2 separate regions of the Pungitius pungitius genome follow, and region 2 is linked to region 1. A link is a contact called in public Hi-C data. All regions are on one chromosome and are shown on one strand. The core of a region is the stretch at or near the end of the contact, and the rest is flanking DNA. Distances in the headings are between cores, read along the strand shown. Region 1 holds the start of zfp36l2 (zinc finger protein 36, C3H type-like 2). Region 2 holds the start of LOC119214321 (transmembrane protein 229b-like).

Region 1 (4,657 bases), core at 889-3,388:
AAGAAAAAAAGAATGCTAAACTAATGCCAGGCCAAGGACACTTAAATGTCTGAAGCTTTATTGATCCCTGCGGGCGCAGGGCTCTACTCTCGGCCCCCCTCCAGGGGGCTCAGGTTAGGGATTCAATGTCTTACTCGAAAGGCACTTCGGCAGGGCGGCTTGCTAAACCCGGGCCCTCTGCTTGGAGGACAGGCTACGTCACTCACTGACACCCAGCACCCTGCCAGACCAGTCCATAAATCCATATGAAAGAAAAACATAAGAAAAGAAAAACAGGGGAAAAATATATAGAACGATTAGTCATCTGAAATCGACAGCCTGCTGAAGATTGGCAAACGCCTCCCAGCGTCCAGACTCGGGGACTCGGAGCCGCTGAGGCTCCCGGAAGAGCTGAGGGACCCGCTCGCGTAGCTCTCCCGGTCGGAGAGCGAGTCGGGCGGGCTGGGAGGAAGCTCGAACACCGGCGACTCGCTGAGGCGGCGCAGCGCCTGCAAGTGGCTCATGTTGTACGTCGGCGGGGAGGGCGGGCAGGCGCCGCCCTGCATGTTCCCGTAGTAGGCGCCGGTGGAGTGGTTGTTGGCGTACCCGCTCGGGGTGTGCACGGCCAGCGGGGCCAGCAAGGCTTTTAAGTCCTGCCCAGGGAAGGAGAAGGCACTGTTGATGCAGGACATGGAGTTGGGAGAGAGCACGTCCTCGTAGAAGCTCGAGGTGGAGGTGCAGGAGGAGGAGGCGGTGGTGGCCGGCGGTGGGGTCCGCGACATGGGGCTGTCCAGCAGGGGGGACTCGAGTCCGTGGTGGCTGGAGAAGCCGGAGAAGCTGAGGCTGTGGTGAAGCTTTGGTCTGTCCCTCTGGGTGTAGCCGAGCTGCGGCGGCAGGGAGTCCCGCTGGCCGTAGCTGCACAGGTCGCGAACCGACCGGGACTCACTCAGCTGCATGTTCACGTTGGTGGCCGGGGCCGGCCGGCGCTCGTCGGCGTTGTGGATAAAGTGACACCGGGGACCGTAGGGGCAGAAACCGATGGTGTGGAAGGTGCGACACGGCTCCGTTTTGTACTTGGGGTGGCGGGACAAGCTCCTCAACTCGTGGTAGCCGTGCGCGAACTGACATTTCTCCCCGTACTTGCACGACCCGTTCTCCTCGAAGGGCCGGCAGAGCTCGGTCTTGTAGCGGGTGGAGTTGATTTGAGAGCCGGGCTTCTGCTGCAGCACGCCCCGGTCTCCGTTGTCGCTGTACGCGCGGTCGCGGAACTTGTTCTCCTTGTTCATGAGGGCCGTGGCGCTGCTGTTGCCGCCGGGCGTGTTCTCCTTCAGGCTGCCGTAGGAGCCCATCGAGTATTTGTTGCCGTTGTTCATTGCCTCCAAGTTGCTCGTTGAGTTTCTGCGGAAAAATCCCGGAGAGAAAGGGCCGGAGCCCGGAGACGTGACCGGAGCCCCGACCGCTTTCTTGTCCAGCATGCTGTTGATGTGGAGGGCGTTCATGTTCAAGCTTTTATCTTGCTGCTGGGGAAGAGAAAACACACGTTAGCAATGCACGGCTGGCAGACACACTATTTCCACCACGCGACGCCGCGACAACTTGTTGCGGTCGAACAAACTTCGCGAAAAGTCGTGAGCACGTGAATTCGGCGCGTCAACCCGAAACGGTGTGTCCAGAAGGTGTCCGAGCTTTACCTTGTAGAGCATGTCCATGTCGTAGAACGCAGACAAGACGGTCGCAGACATGTCTTTTCCCCAGGCTTGCTGCCGCACTCCGTCTTTCATGGAGGACCGAGCGGGATCCTTGAACGCGACGTGCAGAAGCGTTAGTTTGTGCCACGACTGGTTTTGGTTGAGGAAAAGCTGCCTTTAAAAGTTTGTGTGCAGTTTTAAGTCCGCCGAAGATGGAGGAGGATACGAGAAAAAAAAAAACGGAGGGGGTAGGTTTGGTATTGTGGAGTCGTAGGTGGCTTTATGTCCTCCCCTCGAGAAGCGCGGAGCCAGAGTGCTTCACTGTGCGCTGCAGCCTTTTCGCATGGGTATAAATGCCTGGCGGCAGCCAGGGAGGGGCGAACTGAAGTCGGTGCAAAGTTTTGCGAGGAGCCGCCTCTTTCCCTCCTCCCGGATAAAACCTCCTCTCAACGGTTGGCCGCTTATTCTCCAACACCACGCCTTGAAATCCAACCCCAGCGACCCCGATCCCGCCCGCACTGACACACATGTAGTCACACAACCAAATTTTGTGGAAGTTTTTTTTAAATTTCTTTTTCTTCTTCGGTCGACTTGCTGAGAAAGAATGTAGAAACGCAACAGGGCGACGTCTACTGTGCATGCGCGCTGTTCTACAGGAACAAATTAACCGTACACACATCCTCCCCTGGGTCACATGTTGTGCCTTGCTCAAAAGCAAAATCATTTGAAAAGACTTCTCAGAACCCCCCCCCCCCCCAAACGACCAGCGACCAGGCCACCTCTGGACCACCACACTTGGAAGCTGACACATGCATTTGTAATGGAAGGAAACTGTGCCTCTCCCTCCCTGTGATGGGGTGAGACCACAAGTATGAGGGGAGAGGAGTCCAGGCAGAGTGCAAGTACAATTTATAGCAGCCAACGCGTTGCATAGTGGACTTCCACAGGGCAACAGCAGCCTATTCCTATTCATCTTACCTTTTTATCCTACTTAAAACTAAACATCAATATTATGACTGTCTCGATTAGAAAAGCACACGTTGAGTGCAAAGCGGATATGCTTCGGTTACATCTTTTTGAGCCACACTTGAAGTTTCTCCATGACTTGTTTTTTTCCCCCCCCAATCTCAGGCCCGAATGCAGGAATGTGGTTTGTCAATGTGGCGCAGCAGAGCAACACTGCCCCCGTGAGGCCAAGGTGGGAACTGCGTGGTCCAACACAGACTGGCTCCCCCTGCTGGGCGCAGCTGGAGCAAGCTGTAAAGGCCCCGTCTGATCCCATTTAGTAGCGATTGAAACGCTTATGCTAGAGAAAGTGGCTTTTACTGTCCCGTTTTGTTTGTTTTTGCCGCACTAGAGCTCCAGACACAACGGCACTACCATGCTTAAGGATGTTTTGTGTCACCCTCCTCTTTGTTAATCAAAGAAAGCACTGCAGTTGAAATAAGCTGCCGCTGTCTCAGCCTGACGTAGCTTTCGCAGGGTGGCAGAATGTTCACATGAAAATGTCAAACTACTCACTCTTGGAGTTGTGTCAAGTTGAGAAGAATAAAACAAAACCCACAGTGGAAAGATTGCAGCGTTGGCAGCAGAAGGACAAGACTATATCAGCGCTCCGAGACACCAGGGTGTAAAAACGCTGCGCGACACATCAGCAGAAATTGCCGGTTTCCAAGAAATAAACTTTTTTCCTCTCCATGACATGATTCAATATTTCTGTAGTGCTGTATGGTTTGAGATGCCGGTGGGGGACAGGCGAAAAACAAGTGACATAAGAGCTTGGAATCTACTACCAACCCTAAAATTAGTCTTGAGGGCTGCCCCATGACTATTTGCTTAGCCAGTTGTGATAAATAGTTTAATGGGAAGAACAGACAGAGATGCTGCTGAGAAAATCCCTTCAACATGTCCTCGTCTGCAGTAACCGCTCTCTTCCATCACACGGCTCTGCTCCTTTTAAGTATTCATCTATGGGGGGGGGGGGGGGGGGATGTTAAGATGTTCCAAAACATTACGTCAGTTTTACTGTAAGAGGGAACATGGCTACCAAGGAGGGTGAAGGGTCCAGCTGTACGAGAGGGCAACATGAACCCACACACGCACGCACACACAGGACAGTAGTCCATTGTGCCGTCCTCCTAATTACATAACCAGGAAAAGTAGAGGGCTTAAAGCATAAAAACACAGTCCAACGGGAAGAATCCTGCAGTAAATTCAACAGCGGAAAAATAACACCTCGTATAAACATACAGTGGAAGTCAGAGCGAACGCTGGAGCGCAACTTTGGGGACGTGTCGAGAGAGGAAAACACTTGCCTTCACAATCCCGCCGCGCCAGGGCTGTGAAGGCAGCGCGGTCGCACAATCGCACCATTGAAGTCGACGCGCGGAGCTTCAGCCGTCGCTTTCATCCTGGAAACCTCCGTGGACGCGGAGGAAGATCCACGCCCCTTTGTGGTGTGACACGTTCCCCCGCTGGGTTATTGTCACAATGTCAATTATTGTTGACATACAGTAATATTTTCTTTTTTGGTTCTTTCAGCAACTTGGGAACGGAAAGTGTTGTAATGTTTAATTAAAAAAAGACAAGGTAGAAATTAAAAACACATCTGGCAATCAGTGAACACAAGTAAGACAAAGTGAGAGAAATGGACAGTTTAAAAAGTGAAAAACAAAGAGTCCCGTTTCCTTCATTCCCTTGGTGTGATCATGACCCGGCTCGACCTCGAAGCCAGGCTGTGGTCTCGAGCGTTGGTTCATTTGAGCATATATCTGCTACTTTTCTTTCATTTCAATATTAGGAACAGTGACTTGGAAAAACGCTGCTCCCTCCTCTACCTCAGCCTCTCCAGCACATCCAGAGCCAGCGTGGCCCTCTGGTGCCGCAGCAGCAGCCGGGCGTGCTCCATGGCGGAGGAGAACTGAGGCAGGGCCGGGAGTGAGTCCAGGGCCCGCTGGGAGCTGAGGGCCTGGGCTCGGGCTCGGGTCGAC
Region 2 (4,657 bases), core at 885-3,384, 180 kb before region 1:
TCTTGATCACGTGCTGCTCAGCTAGGAATGCCGCCACAGTCCAGGGCAAAGCGTACTCCAGAGTCACCAGGCCTCTCAGGTTGTAGCTGTAATCTGAGTAGTCCCAGGGACAGGCCCCCAGCAAACTCAGGCCCGCCCCGCAGCTGAACTCCCACAGGTAGATGAACCCGGTGTAGGCCGCCAGACGCGCCGGCAGCGCCAGGCGGCAAGCCATCAGCCGTGCTCTCATGACCTCTATGAGGTAGATGGCGGTGGCGTACATGGGCAGCGCCCACAAGCTGCTGTGGCCCGCCAGCCTCCAGTCGCGGGTGTAGCACCAGTCCAACAAGGCAGTGAAGGCCACCTCACAGAGGCAGCCATGCAGTGCGTACACGTAGAGACGAGCTACGGTAGCGAGAGGACGACTTGGTGCTGCCGGCGCCTCGAGGTCTGCACCAGGACCTGTCTCAATAAAGACGTTATTTGCACCAGGGTTTTTTTTCATAAGATTTCCACAATGTGGACAAAACAGACACGCGATGGATCACTAACAAGCTTTTGGATAGGTTTGCATGTCAAGAGTCTTGTGTTTAAATGTGTTTGAATACTATTAAGTGAAACAGTTAATTTTCAGGGTGTTAAAAGAACGTGCCAGGTCCTGAGGAGGGGTGAGGATCCATTGAGTGTCTGCCAAGCTCACGGAAACTACATTTATTCATTATTTATTTATTCTAGAGTTTTGTTTCTTGTTAAACACATGAGATATGTTAATAAGTTAATTACTTCCCAGTCAAAACGACCATCTGTATATGGATTATCTATTCCGCGTTACCTTGAGTTCTTGAATAACAGGTTGTACTTCCCCATGAATAGGGGTGTTACTCTTTACGCTTTGTTAGTAAAGATGTGAAGTAGTGAGCGTACTTCTGCATATATTAGACCATGTGTGAGCGTTTGTAAACACAGGTTGTGATGTAATCTTACACATTTTTCCCTATTTTTATTTCAGGAGGCATGGCGGGAAAACCTCTTTTCTTTGCCCTGTGTGTAGTTGGTAACAACTGATCATTTAGAGGGAGAATTCCTTTAAAATAGTTGAGAGGTTGTTCATTTTGGACACAGGAGGTGAGAGCTAATCGCTGTGCTGAACTAAACCGATCTTCACGTCTCACTCTTTGAGAGGAAACAAGTTAAGTAAACTTTGTTAAGTTAAAACACTTAAATGAAAGTCATCCTAATTCAACACATCACACTCAATTACATTTGTGCTAATTAGATTTAAGATAAATGTAATGATGGTTTCACTCTGGTGCTTGGTCTCTGTGTTTTTAAAACTGACAGTTTTTGGGAGTTTTCGTAGCTTTACGACTCATGCTTTGAATTTTATTGGCTTATGTAGGGACTATGAGTGTTTTCTTCTCGATTCTCCTCCCCACGTTATAATACTGGCTCCCCAGTGCGAATGCAACCCTGTGCCGTCTAACGGTGTACATGCTCTACTTTGGATTAACAGGTTTATAGCCTAGTTTAGCTCAGTGAAAGTCTCTGATAATCTTTAACAGCGTTTCCCTCTGCGCTTCAAAAGTGTCATTAACTATAAAAGACTCGGGGCGAGGGTTCCTCTCATAATCATTTACTCTATAAAAATAGTCAACAATGGTCTCATAAAAGACTGTGTTATTCTTTGAAGTGGGACCTAAAAAAATCAAACACAATCATAATTCTCACCTGGCTCATTACTACCTTGTGCTCTCCTCGCATTAAGCTTTCTCGCTTCCATCCTCGTGCAGCATATGGGTCCCTGTGCGTTTGTAATCCCTTTGCTTACCCGTGTGCGTGTGTGTGTGTGTGTGTGTGAGCGGATCTTGGGCTAAACATTAAGCGATGCCTCTGTCACGGACTGAGGTCGTGAACCAAGGGATGGACCCGGAAGCTAAAGCCAGGATCCACCTGAGGAACAAAAACGTCTGTGTGCAGCATTGAGCTGACATCGGACTGACATACAATGTGTGTTTGACATCTAAGGGTGAAGGCAATGGGTTATCAGTGAGCTGCAGCACCTGGGTGTGTCAGGGGAGCTGTAAACAACACACACTTATTCATGATGATGCAGCTACATTATTCTACAGTAGTTTTTAAAAATGTTCGTTCCCTGCCAATAAACAGTTGTGATAAATATTTGATTATGATGGAGTGTCTAGTTATTGCATGTCTGCATGTTGAGATAAGGCCCCTGTAATTGGTAGAGCCTGAATTTGAATGACTTTTAATTGTTTGTGTGATTTAATGAGGTAGATGAGATAAATGCAATATTTGGTTAATAGTCATTGTAAATGTTGTTCTTACATTCTGGTTATTTACTTAACAAAGTTTAATAGTAAAGAGCTTTACCTTATAAAGATTGTTATTTATTGTTCATCTGCAATTAATAAGCTAAACAACATCTTGTGAAGCTACCACTTCGCACATTAACACCCACACAATATAAATATGGATGCAGAACTCTGCCTGTTAAGTTTCACACATGCACAGAATACAGTTTAACCATAATGTCTCTCTGGGAGCAGATGTCTGTCCACACGTTTTGCCTCTAGCGTGTCCTTTGTGTTTGCTCTGTGTGTAGTCTAATAAAACAGTTCGATGAACGGTGGACCTTCAGATCAGAGTCCAGTGATTCTAGCAAACACACCTTTAGGGCCCGGAAGAACGCCAGTATACACAAGTCAATGACCATAAAGTTATCGAGTAGACAAAGGGTGGACTCTTCGCACAGTGCTGAGCCGGGCTGACACAGCGTGTGTTGCATTGTTGGATGATGAATTATCACCAAAGAATATTTGTTTAAGGAAATGTACATTCTCTATCCTAGAGAGAGCCTTAGAGTGCTTTCTCCTGTTGCTCTTTTTGTAGTAAATTCAACACATTCAATTTAATTGAAATCTATTGAAAGGAATAGACATGAACTGCGAGCGGAGAAGATGAGAAGAAACAGGCTATGATAAGATGTGATGATATCCTACAAGATAAGAGTTTATGAGATGTGAGAGGATGAGATGACATGAAAATGGATTATTTCACTGGCCAAAGACAAAGGCAATACAGGATTTCAAACTCCAGACACCGTCCTCCAATTGTCAACGTTTCAGTATGATGGTGATTCAGTATAATTGTCATTACCATTTGTATATATTGAAATTCAGTATTTTCCTGTAAAACACGTTTTATTTTGAAAATATTTATTACTACGTGTCCCTTTTATCTCGCAGTGGCTGCGAGCTACGTTAGATATCAGGATCTGCTTAGCTAGTCATAATCAATCACTTGGAAGACTTGCTTTTTATTCAATTCGTAATCAACGACTGTAATAATATAGATGTTCATGAACAGGAGAAGCACATTGTTTGAAGACGTTGTAAGGAAAAAAGGCCGTATATTTAGTTCGACACAATTTAAGATTTTGTACCGTCATGTCAGAGCCCGCATATCATTTCTGATCTCTAAAACAAAGCGGATTCGTTTTCGTGGGATAAATCGATAATTTCACTCAAACATACGCGTTAAGGTCTGTTGGCAGTTGGTACGCGAAAGATTTTAGAAGAAATTACGTCACACTAGGTATATAAATCCAAATACCGTGTGGACACAGTGAGCTCCAGTGGCGCAATCGGTTAGCGCGCGGTACTTATAAGACAGTACGCTGCAGAGCAATGCCGAGGTTGTGAGTTCGAGCCTCACCTGGAGCAGACTTTTGATAAAGGGTGTAATAGTAAGCACGAGTTTTTTAAATCACGTTAACTAAATTGTCGTCTTGTTCGAAATAAATAAAAATGACCACATGAAGTATACAGCGGGAAAACGACCCGTATGAAGGCGCTATGTAAGTAAGCAGATGTAGGAATTTAAGTAAAAAACCGAGTGTTTCGCATGTACACTATCCTACTGTCAAATACTTACCAAATATTTATATTCAGATATTCTGACCATATTGAGCAAAATCCTCATATAGTACTAATATGCTATTCAAGATATGACTGATAATAGTACTTTAGCTCGACTGAAAATAGGGGGCAGTAGCTCTCCATCTCTGCAGAGATACAGTCCAACAAGGTTTAGTGAAAAGGACACGTTACTCATGTTATTACAATAGGCTATTTGTTGTATGGTGACTTCATATTTACACCATAAAATACTCATTTAAAAATTATCTAAACTGAGAATTCAATTTGTTGATATCAAATCGTACATCTTGCATTATGTGTGATGCAATGTTCATTCATAAATAAAAATGAATGTCAAAAATCATTGCATGCCTGAAAACGTATAACGAATAACTCTTCAAGTCTTTAGATGCACTAATCAAGAGTTCTTGTAAATATGACTTGCCTCATTTTTTCTTCACCATTTAACTGTAACCAGTTGACCATACATTTCACCCAGGGAACACATTCATAGCGCTAAGAAAATTAAGCCTTGGTTCAAATTAATTTCATTTAACATGGGTTAAAACTCACAAGAGGAATACAAAAAACAATTGTCACTATAGTGATTAGACAATGAGTCTATGGGAAAAGTATGAATAAAAATCGAAGTAATTGATAACTTGACGTTACACTCTGCTTTCGACCCGTAGGGGTCATTGTTGTCCACTGTTTAAACTGCCGAGTCCTTCTCTTTTATT

What was found. Hi-C and Micro-C count contacts between places; a contact is called where the count stands out from the background.
Region 2: a contact with region 1 is called in a Hi-C map of muscle, with 8 times the contacts expected there. The contact joins the promoter of LOC119214321 here to the promoter of zfp36l2 in region 1. A contact is called at or near these places in 2 of 2 Hi-C or Micro-C datasets (both in muscle).

Annotation. Positions count from the first base shown.
Region 1 is chr13:13,879,219-13,883,875 of fPunPun2.1, reverse strand. It overlaps zfp36l2 (zinc finger protein 36, C3H type-like 2), which reads right to left and starts at 2,138. Exons shown (of 2, transcript XM_037465842.2): 1 at 1,671-2,138; 2 at 1-1,496. The coding sequence starts at 1,760. The coding sequence ends at 297. thada (THADA armadillo repeat containing) reads right to left here. Exons shown (of 38, transcript XM_037465414.2): 38 at 4,224-4,657. The coding sequence ends at 4,501.
Region 2 is chr13:14,057,030-14,061,686 of fPunPun2.1, reverse strand. LOC119214321 (transmembrane protein 229b-like) reads right to left here and starts at 2,134. Exons shown (of 2, transcript XM_037466027.2): 1 at 1,723-2,134; 2 at 1-441. The coding sequence starts at 1,759. trnai-uau (transfer RNA isoleucine (anticodon UAU)) reads left to right here and starts at 3,629; the gene lies at 3,629-3,722.